Linked DNA regions of Danio rerio: region 2 is linked to region 1. A link is a contact called in public Micro-C data. All regions are on one chromosome and are shown on one strand. The core of a region is the stretch at or near the end of the contact, and the rest is flanking DNA. Distances in the headings are between cores, read along the strand shown. Region 1 has its middle 13 kb from the start of scin. Region 2 holds the start of necab1 (N-terminal EF-hand calcium binding protein 1).

Region 1 (7,677 bases), core at 3,195-5,694:
GCCTGTAGCATCACAGCAAGTAGGTTGCTCGTTTGAGTCCCGGCTGGGTCAGTTGGCGTTTCTGTGTGAAGTTTGCATGTTCTCCACATGTTCATGTGGCTATTCATCCGAGTGCTCCGGTTTCTCCTACAGTCTAAAGACTTGCGCTATATATAGGTAAATTCAATAAATTAAATTGGCTGTAGTGTACAAGTGTGAATGAGTGTGTATGGATGTTTCCCAGTACTGGGTTGCAGCTGGAAAGGCATTCGCTGTGTAAAATATGCTGGATAAGTTGGTGGTTCTATCCGCTGTGGCAACCCCAGATGAATAAAGGGACTTTGCTAAAGGAAAATAAATAAATGAGGGAATGTTGCCTACACAGATTTACACAGCAATTCTTTTCTGACAATTTGTAAAATAGTTATGTTTCCTCATGAGTTTAGGCTGGTTGTAATATGTGGTTTTAATGTTTACAGGCTTCTGGCATGTCAGATTTTTGCTAACATACTGTAACTTGATGTTGGATTTTGTCAGTTTCTAAAATGGTTAAAGCAGTGATTCTCAAACTGTGGTACATGTACCACTAGTGGTATGCGGGCTTCCTATAGTGGTACGCAGAGGAATCAAATAAGTCATATGTAGGCTACATGCTACATCAAAGTCTCTTTAAGGCAAGTCATTTCACTTGGCGGCCATCTTTGAAAAACCTTTCTGGCAGTATGCTAGGGCACTCTGTCTGAATGGGAAAAGATTAAATTCTCCTAAACTACTTGCCAAGCTTAAGATTACATTTCATATTATGAATAACCAATACAATTAAACAACATCTGTCTATTTCGTTTCATTTCTAAATCTTCGTATCACTCAAAATCTGCAAAAACTCATGTCTGGTCTAAGCCTCTTCCCCGGAGAATTGTCATTCTATAGTGATCGCTGATTGGCTCCTGTAGTGCAAAGTGTAAGTTATTGAGGTAAACTTGGTTGTTATATTCACACATTCATTCAGAGCAACGCAGTGGCACAGTAGGTAGTGCTGTCGCCTCACAGCAAAATGGTCGCTGGTTCAAGCCACGGCTGGGTCAGTTAGTGTGTCTGTGTGGAGTTTGCATGTTGGAGTGGGTTTCCTCCAAAAACATGCGGTGCAGGTGAATTGGGTAGGCTAAATTGTCTGTAATGTATGTTGTACTTCAGTGGTTCGCAAACCTTTTTCACCAAGTACCACCTCAGAAAAAATTGTCTCTCCAAGTACCACCATAATGCATGTATTGAAATTAAGCGGCTACAGCACAGTTCACAAATGTGGCAGATTAATAATTATTATTTTGAATATTTGATATTGTCAGCCACTTTAAACATAATAGTTTGAACAATAACACACAGGTAAAAAAGATAAATAAAATGTCAATGTTTAAATTAAAATGTGATTTTAAAAGTTAATTAAACATGGCACTGTTCTTAAAAAGTTAAAAGAAAATTGCTGTACTTAAATGTAAAATATTATCATAAATAAAAATACTGGCCATCTCAGCTGGGACCCACGCGGGCCAGCCCAGGTGGGCCCCACAGATAAACTATTGTCCATAGATTATGTGTGGGAATGAGTGTGTGTGTGGATGTTTCCCAAAGATGGGTTGTGGCTGATAGGGCATCCTATGCGTAAAAACGTGCAGGATTAGTTCCGCTGTGGTGACCCCGGATTAATAAAGGGTCTAAGCCGAAAAGAAAATGAATGAATGAACATTCTTTTAGTTACAACTTGTGACATGCACACTCCCTATATTGTTTACCACTTTGAATATTCGATCTGAAATAATCTGCAAGTGTGACTTGAAAACAAAATTAACACTGTTTATTTGACTGTGACTAATGTACTTGATAGCCCTTGGCTACTAATACGATTTCGCTATAGCTGCTTTATCGGGCCTACTACGCTGCTGTATTTCAAAATTGCTCATTCTGAGGTGGTACTTGATAAAACAAGTTTGAGAAGCACTGGGTTAAAGTGTTTTCATGTAATTTGGCAACATGTGTTTTTTTTTAGTCTGTTGCTCTTATATTTTTACATCGTGTTAGCAAGGTTTAATGAAAAAGTTGTAAACCAACAGAGTCATCTTACATGTATTTTCATTTTTAAAAGAAATATTCCTTTATATCCCCTTCCTGCATGGATATTAAGCAAAAATCATGAACACTTTTCATAGAATCTACAGTAAGTGATCATTCAAATTCACAAGCTAGCTCATAACTTGTATGGTCATAGCTATTTTTTTTTGTAAACTTCATGATAATTATGAATATAATACTCTGGTGACCCATAAAACTGAATGGTCTCATCGCCGGCAGTTAATATCAACCATCTGTGCTCTGGATGGATCTGTGTATCTCTGAGCAATAAACCAAAACATGTCTCCTCTGCTGAGAATTTAATCATGCATACCTGATGAACTCAGCAGATAACTATGCAAATCCTTGCATAATGAAAGAAAAGAAACATTTTCTGGTCAGTCCTTCTAGAATTCTGTAATTTAGCACAAAATCTTGCAAATACCTCAAGGAGCTTGGGATTTTTTTAAAAGCAATCTCTCTTCGTTAAAATGACTTCTTTTCTCGTAATAACTAAATGCTATTTTGTTAAAACAACATCTTTTCTTGTTAAAACTGAACAATTGTCTCATAAAAACATTACTTTCTCATTAAAAAGCAATAATTTTCTTGGTAAATCAACTTTTTCTCAAAACATGGTATTTGTACAGTAAATACAGTATTTCTGCTGTAACTGATATACAGTAAATTACTGTAGATTCTACAGGAAATTGTTAAGAAGCAAGTCATGTCAAGCAAAATTGGCACTGATGCCTACACAGACATGTGGGAATGGGCTTTGATGAACAGCTCACATCAATATATTGATGTAATATCAACATATTAGCGTTTAACAAATGTAGATGCATCTCTGTAAACGTTTTTCAAAGCCTTTAGGCAACTTTCTTTTGTAGTTTTAATAAAACTTTTTATTTAAAGAGAGGATCGAGGGCCACATAATTATAGTCAGTAAAATGCTGCTATTGGCAGTTCTATCTGCATGACAGCTATTGTATAATTTGTCCCTGCCCTGGATACATCGCTCTGTTGCTAGCTAATAAAACCAGCCTTCCTGTTTGAACTCTCATTGAGTAAGCTCTAAATACTGGTTACCTTTGGGTTATGCAATAACTCTAATTAGATGCTTGATACAATACCCAGTCGAACATGATTGCTTTCTTATTGTCATGGCAAAGCATCGGAAATGAAAATCTGCTAATTATGCTGTTCTCTGCGCACTTTATATGATCTAACAGTAATTGCTGAGTAGAACCATCTTTTCGTTGAGCAAGACCAGGCTATCTCAGCATCCAATTAAATACTTTAACGAAGTGAAAAATAATGTATTACCCATTTTGGTATCACTTTATTTTGATGGTCCCTTTAATGCATTTTGTTGAATTTAAGTTACATTGTATTTACACACCAACTAATTCTCAATAGATATGTAGACTGTTAGGGTTAGGGTAAGTTGGCATGTATACTTGCTAAGCTTCTTATATCAGTTAAATATGTAAAAGGAGCAGTATCTGCAGATATAAAGCAGACAACCTACTAATTCTCAAATGAGAAGTAATTGGCATGTCGTTGCAATGAAACTTTTAGTGGTCCCACTTTATATTAAGTGTCCTTAACTACTATGTACTTCCATCAAAAAATAAATACAATGTACTTACTGTGTTTATGATGTATTTGAGAACACTTGTGGTGCTTTTGAGTTTGGATAGAGGTTGGGTTATGAACAGGTTTGGAGGTATGGGTAGGTTTAAGGGTGGGTTAAGGTGTAAGGGATGGTCAATATTGTATTTACAAATGTAATTACAAAAGTTAATTACAGATGTAATTACATACATGTATTTAATCAAGTATAAGTACACCGTAAATACATGTATTTACACAATTAGTACATTGTAACAAACTTAATTCCTATGTAAGTACTTATTAGTTAAGGCCACTTAATATAAAGTGGGACCCTTTTAGTCAACAAAATGTGCAGTAAGGACCTTCAAAATAAAGTGTTACCCATATTTTTAGTATAAACGCATAGAGCTATTAAAATCGTAGAGTATTCTTTGTATAAAAGTTGACTTTTAGATGTTTTATATACAAGTGATTTAACAAGATAATCAAGGTTCAGCATCACAAATGATGTGTTGCCACCCTTTTGCTGCATTTCCTGTTTCTCAACAGCATTTGATGTTTCCGTTTCAGCTGTAACTTAAAAAAAACTTGATCGGAAAAATAACTTTTGAAGTTGATACAGAAAGAAAAAATAAAGATTCTGTATATTTCTGGCATGTTTTACCAAAATACAACATAATTAATGTTACTTGCATGAATTTGCATGTTGATAGCATGTTTTAGCATATGGCTAACAGTTAAATCAGGGTTTTCAATATTTATTTTACATTCTGCTATCATATTTAAGCAGGAATCAATGAGCTTTAGCACTATGTTGATACATTATGCAAACCAATTGGTAGCATGACTTGTATTTTAACATTGTTAGCTTTTGTTATGTAATGTAATGTGTATTTATATAGAGTATTTATCGTGTATGGCCATACACCCAAAGCTCTTCACAATCTTGAGGGGGGTCTCTCCACTCCACCATCAGTGTGCAGCATTTACTTGGATGATGCGATGGCTGCCACAGGATAATGGCGCCAGTGCTCTCACCACAGAAAGCTGTAGATGGGAGTGGAGAGACGGTGATATAGCCAATTTGGTAAATGGAGATGAATAGGAGGCCATGATTGGTAAGGGCTGATGGAGGGAACTTGGCTAGGACAGCGGGGTTACACCCCTACTTTATATGAGAAGTGCCATGGGATTTTTAATGACCACAGAGAGTCAGAACCTCCTGTTGCTAAAACACAATCACACAGCAATTCAGAACTTTTTGATTTAGTGGCTAATTTGTATGAATTCATACGATCTCATTGCACATATTAGAATGATTTTCTTATCCCCCAATGACGGTTGGGTTTAAAAATCTCCTTTTTAAAATCGTACATTTCAAATTTGTACACTGAAAATATAGTGTCTACAAAACTGTTGAAGTCAATTTATATGGGTTGAATTTAAGTAAAATTAAATTTTGTAGTGTTCAACTTAATTTGCTTGAATTCAGCCTTAAATAAATTGTTTACAACCACTTACCTTAAATAATAATTAGTAAATCCAAGAAAGCATCTTTGAATCATTTTTTTTTCAGTGAACGAATAAGCCACTTTTCAATTGACAAAACTTAAAATAGTAACGTTTTCTCGTGAGATCAGGCTGGACTATTTCATAGCTATATAGTGCTAGCATGCATTAGAATGTTTTAATCAGACTCGCATTCACATTATAACTGTTGCAAGGGTGTTTTAACATGTTAGCACTTGTTAGCTTCAACAAACTTAAACGTTTTACAATGTAGTTAGCATGAGTAGGATGAGTAACAATATCTAACATGCTTTAGCAGAGTCAACATTTTCCCATTTTAATAGCACAATCTAATTTTGTCCTGTGTTAAATAGTGAAAAGCCTTATTCAAGAGTTCACACTTAGCTGATGATAGATTATAAAGCTTGTTGACATGCTGTCCCAGGAGAGAGCCCGGGGCTCCCTCCCGTTTGCGAGGCGTGAGGGGAGTTTGAGCTCAGGTAGATCTCGAGAACTGCCCTGCTGCATAAGCTAATGAACAGATAGTAATTGCTCTTAAAAGATAACTACTTACTAGGAGCACGTCTATGGTGCTGATTTGGATTAGTCTGTTAACTTAAGTTGCATGCTTTTGAACGTTGGGAGGAAACCGGGGAACCCTGGGGACACCCACATGAGCACGGGGAGAACGTGTAAACTCTGCACAGAAACGTTGGCTGGCTTGGTAAGGACTAGAACCAGTGACATTCTTGCTGTGAGGCAACAGAGCAAACCACTGGGCCACCGTGTCACCCATAGGAAAGGAGGAGGAGTAGGGGTGGAAGGGGGGATTCTTCAAAATATAGATGGCTGTTATATGGAATCTAAGAGTATTTATAGTGGCGTAGTATATTGGTGAATCATATATTGGATAATGCAGGACCAGCCGCAAGCAATCATAAGCACGTAATCCTCTCAAAACTAGTTTATGAATAAACTTCACAATGTGATACCCTCAGTAAAATTTTTGGGCTTTTATTGGAATATGATAACCTGATATACAAAAATCTTAAGTTTGAATCATCCCTGCAGGCACAGGACGTCAACAAGACATCATATTGAAGTTATACCCCAATGTTGTAGGGACATTGGATTTTGTTTGAAATAAAAATCGAGTTGACGTCAAAACCCACTGTCAGGCCGACGTCAATGTCCAACGTCCAACCTAAAATCAACCAACTATCAATGTCTACTCATGTTATACCTTGACGTTGTGTGGCCGTTGCCACTATGACATCTATCAGATGTTGGATTTTGGTCACTTTCCAACACAACCTAAAATCAACCAAATGTCAACATAATTTTACATTGTTCATAGATGTCAAAATAACATTGTCCTTAGATGCTGGCTAGACATTGAATTTTGGTCACCTGACATCATGACCTAAATTTAACCTAGTATTAACATCTTGATGTTGTGTGCCTGCTGGGATATAAGTAGGGCCAGACGGAATCTGCGGACATTTTTTTGCTATTTCTGCGCAGAATTTTGGTAAAAATCTGTGGAATTATTTTGTGAGTATCCAGCGGAGTATCATAACTTAGACCTTAATATATTAAATAAAAAGTAATAAATTACTGAATAAAAACTGAATGAATTCAGATTTATACATTTACTCAAGTAAATAAACAGAATTAATGATAGGCTAAAAATCTGCAGAAATCTGCGGAAAATCTGCGGAATTCTGCGCGCGCAGATTCCGTGTGGGCCTAGATATAAGTGGTCAGTTTAACTGATTGTTTGCACATTTATTCATGCAACATGTAAACTGGAAAGCATCCTACATATTTATTGGTGTTTTGTAGAATTGCGAAATTTCCTTTTTTACAGCAGCAACATTTTAATCTCTTTGCTAAATATGATTTTACTCACAAAAATATGAAGAAAAGACAGTGACTCAAAACAGGTTTAATTAATGGAAATCAGTAGGGTCGTGTTACTTCAGTGCATCTCTAAAGCAGTCCAATCCACTCAAAAGTCACAACAAGTGCTACAAACAAACGTGTACATCAAGCGAACGGTTGTTATGAAATGCATAAACGCCAAGTCATGTTAGCAGCCACTTCTGTTCTGCAGCAGGTCATCTTTAAGCAACTTATCATCGAAGCTTTTTACAAACATGAATAAAATATTGAAAAACATCAAGTTCTATATATTCCATTCTGAGTAATCTTAAAAGTGTTATCAAAGATCCACACATCACATCTAGTTTTTAATAAGCAAACTTAAACAGTTCTATATGAAATGCCCATATATTCTAAACGTCAGGGATTCCGAAGGAAATGATCATCTCAAAACATCCTCCATTATACTCTCTGATCCCAATGATTGTTGTTTTACACAATTACTGTTTTATACATTTTAATTTAGAGGCAATTTCTCACGGAGAGATTGACAGCTTTTAAACTGAAAAGAGACACTTC
Region 2 (6,931 bases), core at 2,990-5,489, 130 kb after region 1:
AACAATAAATATACAATTTAAAAATTAACAAACAAAATAAAACATAAATTAAATAAGATTTTTTGTGTTAATACATGATAAAAATTCTAAAATCTTTTCTGGTTCCACTTTGTCAAAAATGTCCTTAAAAGAGTTCATTTCATAAAAAGTCCTTCTGGAATCAGTAAAAGCAGGACAGTCCAGTAAAATATGTTTTACAGTAAGATGAGTTTTGCAGCACAAACACTGAGTAGGGTTTTCACCTTGGAGCAAAAATCCATGTGTAATTCTCGTATGCCCAATACGACATCTGGTAAAAACTACTTGATCAAATCGATTCTTAAAATGTCTTAAAATTCTGTGTGAAACTTCAGGTTGGATTTCATGTAGTTTATTGTTTTCTAATGCATCCCATTCCTTTTGCCACTTGTTTAAAATGTAAGCGTTGATAAAAGGTTTCATCTCTGACGGAGGAATTTGGCATTTGTTCACTACTTGCTTCAAAGCATCTTTAGCAGCTGCATCAGCTCGCTCATTTCCTAAAAGTCAGACATGTCCAGGAACCCAGCAAAAAATGATGTGATAAAACTGATTTTGTAGTTGGTGAACTTTAGTTAAAATATTGTCAATCAAAGGATGATCATTGGTTGAAGATTCCATAACTTGGAGGCATGATTTAGAGTCTGTAAAAATGATGGATTTCTTTTGTTGGGCATTTTCTATATACTCCAATGCTAAAAGTAAAGCGCGGGCTTCAGCTGTGAATATGGAGCATTCTTTAGGCAGACTGATTCCATGACTTTGTTCCCCTGTCACCATTGCTGCTGCTACATTACTTTCCATCTTTGAACCATCTGTGAAGATTGGTATGTGCTGAGAATTCGACTTTACGTACAGATCGGCAGTTTCACTTTCATTCATCTCATCATTTCATTTATGCCCCCCGACAAGCGAGATATAAGATGCGAGTATGAACTGCTGGAAGAGTGTTGCTTTAATGGAGTTTGATACCACATTTCGCGATGCAGGTGTCTGTGGTCCTTCACTGACTCGGTAGGTGCAGAGAATAGTGTCAAACAGCCGTAAGTGTATAGACTATCCTATTGCAAAATGCGGTGAAAACTCTACATGACGGTAATAGTTTGATTGCAGTGTTTACATGTCTGTACAGCACTTTAATACTGCGACTAATACTGCGACGGTATACTCCACGTCTTAATCCGATTTATGTTTAGTTTGATTATAGCCTTAATCAGATTAAATTAATCAAAAATCACTGTATACATGGTAAACTCTTAATCACAGTAATTTCCTAATCACGTTAAAATCGGATTATTGGGGTCCATGTAAGGTACTCACTGTTAGTGTGCAGCGGTTTCCCAGTTCTAGTTTTTGGCAGTTACCTGTGTTTTGATTTTGGATTGTATTGGTATTTTTCTGCCTGCCGCAATCATTGCCTGTCTTTATGGATTAATCTACTGGATTACCCATGTTGTACTGTTTGCTCCTGTTGACCCTTGCCTGTCTGACCATCCCTATGCTTCAATAAAAGCTGCATTTGGAACTTTATGTTTTGACCTTTATGTATACACTCGTAACAAATTAAAAGTGGCTCAGTTGTACAAATTCATACAATTTCCACCAAACCCATCCCTGGCAAAACCAGTTAATTTGTGGTTAGCATAGTTTAATAAACTTTTGGGGTTTTATCTGTAGTAAAACTATGGTTAATTAAAATAGAATTAAAGAAAATGTAAATAAAACTCCACAAAAACACCAGCACATGAACTGTTAAGTATATTTAGGAACATCCTTTAAATATATATATATATATATATACACAGTTTCACTTTACTATAATCTTCTATGTTAAGCTGCTTTGACACAATCTACATTGTAAAAGTGGTGTAGAAATGAACATGAATTGAATTGGAAAATTGAATTGGACTATTCTAAAACAAAAAAACTGAACTTATAATAATAATATATTTTCTATATATTTTTCATAATATATAGAAAAAAACAATATGTAAATGAAGGCTATTTTTAAAAATAGGTGGTTTACACAAATGAATTTGAAGCACAGTGACATTTGTTTGGTATTGCTCTACTAAAATATTGACTATCATTAGGAAACGTATGGCAAGTCTAGAGTTTCCATGACAACTGAGTACCAGCAAAGCCGGAGAATGGACACCCATTCAAACATATGGAGGTGTCGTAACATGCACTAATCCATACCAAAATATTTATTATGCAGGTGAACAACAGGTGAACTTTAAAAGCCAGAAAGGCAACGCTTACCATTTTTGTCAGCTCTTCTCAATATCTAAAAGAAAACAGGACATTATCAGTTCACAGCCTCTGGGCATAGAATAAAAAATCATGCTCAGCTGATCATGTAAAGGGACTCGTGCACTGTAAATTATTTAGGTTGAGTCCTAAAAGGAGCAGAGATGAAAGAAAACGTGATGATATGTTGACTTTGAAAACCCAAGCACGCCACAGCGGTCTGTTAAATAAAGTCCCATTTCACAGCAAGAACATTCACACTTTAAATATGGTCCGCTGCTGGGCATGCCAAGTCTAGGCTGAATTTAGCTTCCTCCTTAGAGGAGTGAAAAACTATGCCACTGATCTGTCAAGGACTGGTGCTTCCTCATTCCAGTATGATAATTAACAATACACACCTCTGATCCCAGCGGAAGCTCTTTAGACACCTTACTACAATTTAATTAGCAACTAAAACCGCAGTTACAACCAGCCTTTAAGCTAGCATGGCTTTGTACTTGAAGAGGATCTGAATCCATTATATAGCAGAAAAGAGAATAAATAATGTTGTGTTTAATTGACAATATGCATAATGACTAATTACATTATATTAATTGATACTATGCATAATGACTGCAAATAACAGCAATGCAATATGAGTCATGGTGCATTACATAAGCCTTTGCCTAATGCTATGAAGAATGTAAGTCTCAAATCACCTGAATACTTCAAGATCAAAACCTAAAACTACATTACAGCCAGGGAATTTTGTACACATTTCTTTATATTGTATGAGTGAGACTTTAAACATTTGCACATTCATATATACATCACTCACTCGCTTTCCTTCAGCTTAGTGCCTGATTTATCTGGGGGCACCACAGCGGAATGAACCACCAATTAATCTGGCATGTGTTTTATGCAGCGGATGCCCTTCCCAATCATATATACATAATCAAACTAAATATACAAAATTATGTTGATGTGCATATGACCAGATTTTAGTGTCTAATGTTTAAAAAAACACATTCTGTGAAAATTAAATGTTAAAAAATAGATGAATAATGTTCCAACGTCCTTTCGCAAAGTACAAAAGTCGGATTTATGCAATATGTATATTGAAATATATAAAAGAGTAAATGACTATACTAAATATTGTGGCATTTGAAATTATTAAAAATGTATTATTAAGAAATATTGTGACTTTTAATGATACTGGCAAAAATAATGGCATAAAAATTATATTTAATTAATATTTTGCTGAACTGCAAAATTGCAGAATCCTTAAATTATGTATTTAAATATTTATATTTTTTTAAATGTTATTTTCCTAATGTGACTGAAGTGATTGTTTGTCACACTAAACGACATTTTAGTTGATGTCTTCTGCCATATAATAGTACAAAAAGGTACAAGTTAAAACATAAATAAATAAAACTTAAAAAAAGCATAAATAAAAAATGCTGTCTTTGACTTATTATATACATATAATTTTATTTTATTTGAACCTAGTAGGCAAATATGAACAATGCATCAATGCAATTTAAAAAAATAAAGCAAATTTAATAATGAATGTTAAGCATATTAGAACAGCAAATTACAGAATAACAAATGGATATAAATAGGAATATATTAAAGCCACGAAGATGTCAGACGATAAACTACATCACTGTGAATCAATCAACAGGTTCTATCAGGTCTCCATTTTCCCTTTATCGTTCCACACAATAATTCAGCATAAAAATCATTCAAAAACAAAGTAGTTACTTAAAAATACTCACGTCCAAAAATATTGACATTCCTTTCTTTAACTCGATGGGAGTGCTGGCTTCATCCGAGAGTGACTGTACCTCTTCAGAGCAATCCATGGTCAATCCTAGTGATAAATAACTCTTTAACTTTGTGTTCTGACAGAAAAGCACTTAATGCGTGTGGACAGAAGGAGCGCGCGTTCTGCTGTGTGTTGCTCTAATGCGCGTGAAAGGAATCTCCCGCTGTACTCCAGTGATGAGCCACAGGTCTCTGATGCTGAGCTGCGCACCAATGACATTCGCTTTGTGCTCCGCTATCAGAGCTTGTCATTATTCCCTATACCTGCGGCGATTTCTGTTATGTCTCTCACCATGCAGATATTTTTGTCTCTTCGTGTCTGTCATTATGTAATAATGGAAAACCTTCCCAAACAGCAGCCTAATACGTTTTGGTCAGGTCATTATAAATAAACTATAACAGGTGAAAGTATAATAATTATTCACCACAACAGTAATAATGATAATTATAATAATTTATTAGTGTTTATCAACCTCATGTGAGTATGTATGGGTGTTTCCCAGTACTAGGTTGCAGCTGGAAGGGCATCTGCTGTGTAAATGCTGGATTAGTTGGTGGTTCATTCTGCTGTGGTGACCCCTGATAAATAAATTGACCAAAAGAAAATGAATGAATATCGACCTTATGTCGCTCCAAATTAGATTTTCCTTCTTTTTTTAAGAATACAAAATGAAAAATTCTAGTTGCTCTTGCATGAAATGAAAAATAAACTGTTTGCACACAACAATTTGAGTATGATACATGCTAATGTATATTCATTTACTTTAACTGTCATTTTAAAGTGATAATTCTGAAATTTAACATTTATATCATTTACTCCTTCAATTGTTCCAAACCTGTTTAACTTTCTTTCTTAGTTCGAACTCAAAATAAGCTCTTTTGAAGAAAGCTGGAAACTGTAACCATTAACTTCCAATGTATTTGCTTTTCTATGGATGTAAATGGTTGCCGATATCCAGCTTTCTTCAGAGTATCTACTTTTGTGTTCCACAGAATAAAAAACTCACGTTAAACCCATTTAGTGTTAGAAAATAGTGATTACGTTTTTTTAGGATGTTATCCTCAGTTTAGATCTGTTTACGCAGTATTTCATACGGAGAAAAGTACATTTAGTTATTTTAAAAATTATTCCTGTCATATTTTTTAATGATCTGTTTATTTAATGATAGCACGCCTCGAAGCACAAACGTCTCTCCATGAATGAAATGTAAAGTAACAGCGGCATCTTGTGGTAAAATATAGCACTAACAGAAACATTATGATTAGCTGATTCTTTCAACTGTATCTGGGTGCAGGATTGGAGACTGCATATCTCAGTGATGCAATGTCAGATACAATGCACTCAAAGGAGCTAATGACGTAGGCCTAACTGTGAGGGGTAAGATTGGGGGTGGTTATAGGTAAGCGCATTGAGTAAAAATTACACATGATTAATGAGAGATCTGTCAAAGGAAAAATATTATTAGCTAAAACTGAAGGTTTGTCACGTTAAGTATGTACTTCTCTTGCATTAGAGGTTCCACAATCAGTCATTAAAGAGGTGGATATATTTTTGTTCAATTTCATATGTAGAAAAAGACCACATTATCTAAAAAAGACAATTTTGTGCTATTGAGTTGAAGATGGTGGTCTCAGTGTTCTTCAGCACTTCTAATTGTATATTTAAAAACAAATGGATTAAGAATTACCTGAATTATAAAGGCAAAATATGGAGCATCATCCCTGAATTATTTTTTGACCAGGTAGGGGGTTTAGAATTGTTTTTAAGGTGTAATTTTGAAATTAACAAAGTGCTGACAAAACTAAACAGATATGCTTACTATGCATGCTTATTTATAAGCATATTTTTTCTCCACATAAATCAGTGATATGAAACAACAAATGTATAGCCTTTAAAAATAAATCCTAATTTTATAGAAATTGGTACAATAATGATATTATATTGGTGAGACAGTTATTCAAAAGTAATGTACAGCTTTTTAATTATTGTGAATTTCTCAATTATTACAAGATCCCCATAACGGCTAAATAATTTGCAATAATATTTGATGCAATTCCTAGGGGAATTGTTCAGCTCTTATCCGTTAATTTATCCTCTGAATTAAATCTTTTACATGTGAAAATTATAGTCTATAAATTTGATAATTGTTACATTCGAAAGTTATTCAGAACCACATTGTTGTCTAAATGCAAATCTTTTTAGAATTCCTTATTTGAGCAGATTGAGTGGAAAAAAGTTTGGAACTTACGTAGTAAATACTGTAGTAAGTTTAAAAAAAAAATTGTTTAGAGACATGGAATCGGCGTGTAAAAGACCTGTTTTTTTAATGCACATATACCCAAATGTTTTGGTTTGATGTTTAATATCTTACATTTAAATTTACAAAATAAAAATTCAGTTTTCTTGTAAAGATATGTTTTTGATATACAATAATATTAGCAAAACTTTGGAGCAAAATATGTCTATTAATTTAATCATAACATTATTTGTTTAAAATTGATCTTAAACATTACATCAAAATACCTAAAGACATTAAAAATAAAAAAAGCGATAAGGATCTATGCAATTTTGCAATCCTTTTCTTATGCAATTTTTTGTAGTTTATAAATCCCCTGTAATTTTATAGTTATTTTTTTTATTATTATTTTTCTTTACTGATTTGTTCCTTTGATGTGAAAAAAATTGTAAGCATTGTATTCTGCATTTTTTGTATGCCATTGTTCTTGTTTTTCAATAAAATAAATAAATAAATAAATAAATAAAGAGTTAAGGTGAGTGTATTAAAAAAGTATTGGATGCTGCTCAGATTGCACTGCACCAGGTCTCTTGATTCGTTGGACATTTGCGTAC

What was found. Hi-C and Micro-C count contacts between places; a contact is called where the count stands out from the background.
Region 2: a contact with region 1 is called in a Micro-C map of caudal fin, with 6 times the contacts expected there. The contact joins the promoter of necab1 here to the enhancer-like site in region 1. A contact is called at or near these places in 5 of 18 Hi-C or Micro-C datasets (caudal fin, embryo, fibroblasts and 2 more) and 1 of 4 datasets of contacts at active chromatin or transcription factors (embryo).

The regions. Positions count from the first base shown.
Region 1 is chr19:33,835,332-33,843,008 of GRCz12tu, forward strand. No RefSeq gene overlaps it. Among named protein-coding and RNA genes, the nearest start is that of scin, 13 kb to the left of the region's middle. Within about 2 kb of position 4,445, at least 5 of the 62 cell types and tissues checked have an H3K27ac peak or open chromatin away from gene starts, as enhancers often do. A contact at or near this core is called in caudal fin, where this site is marked.
Region 2 is chr19:33,969,415-33,976,345 of GRCz12tu, forward strand. It overlaps necab1 (N-terminal EF-hand calcium binding protein 1), which reads right to left and starts at 4,240. Exons shown (of 13, transcript NM_001017848.1): 1 at 4,032-4,240; 2 at 2,284-2,308. The coding sequence starts at 4,118.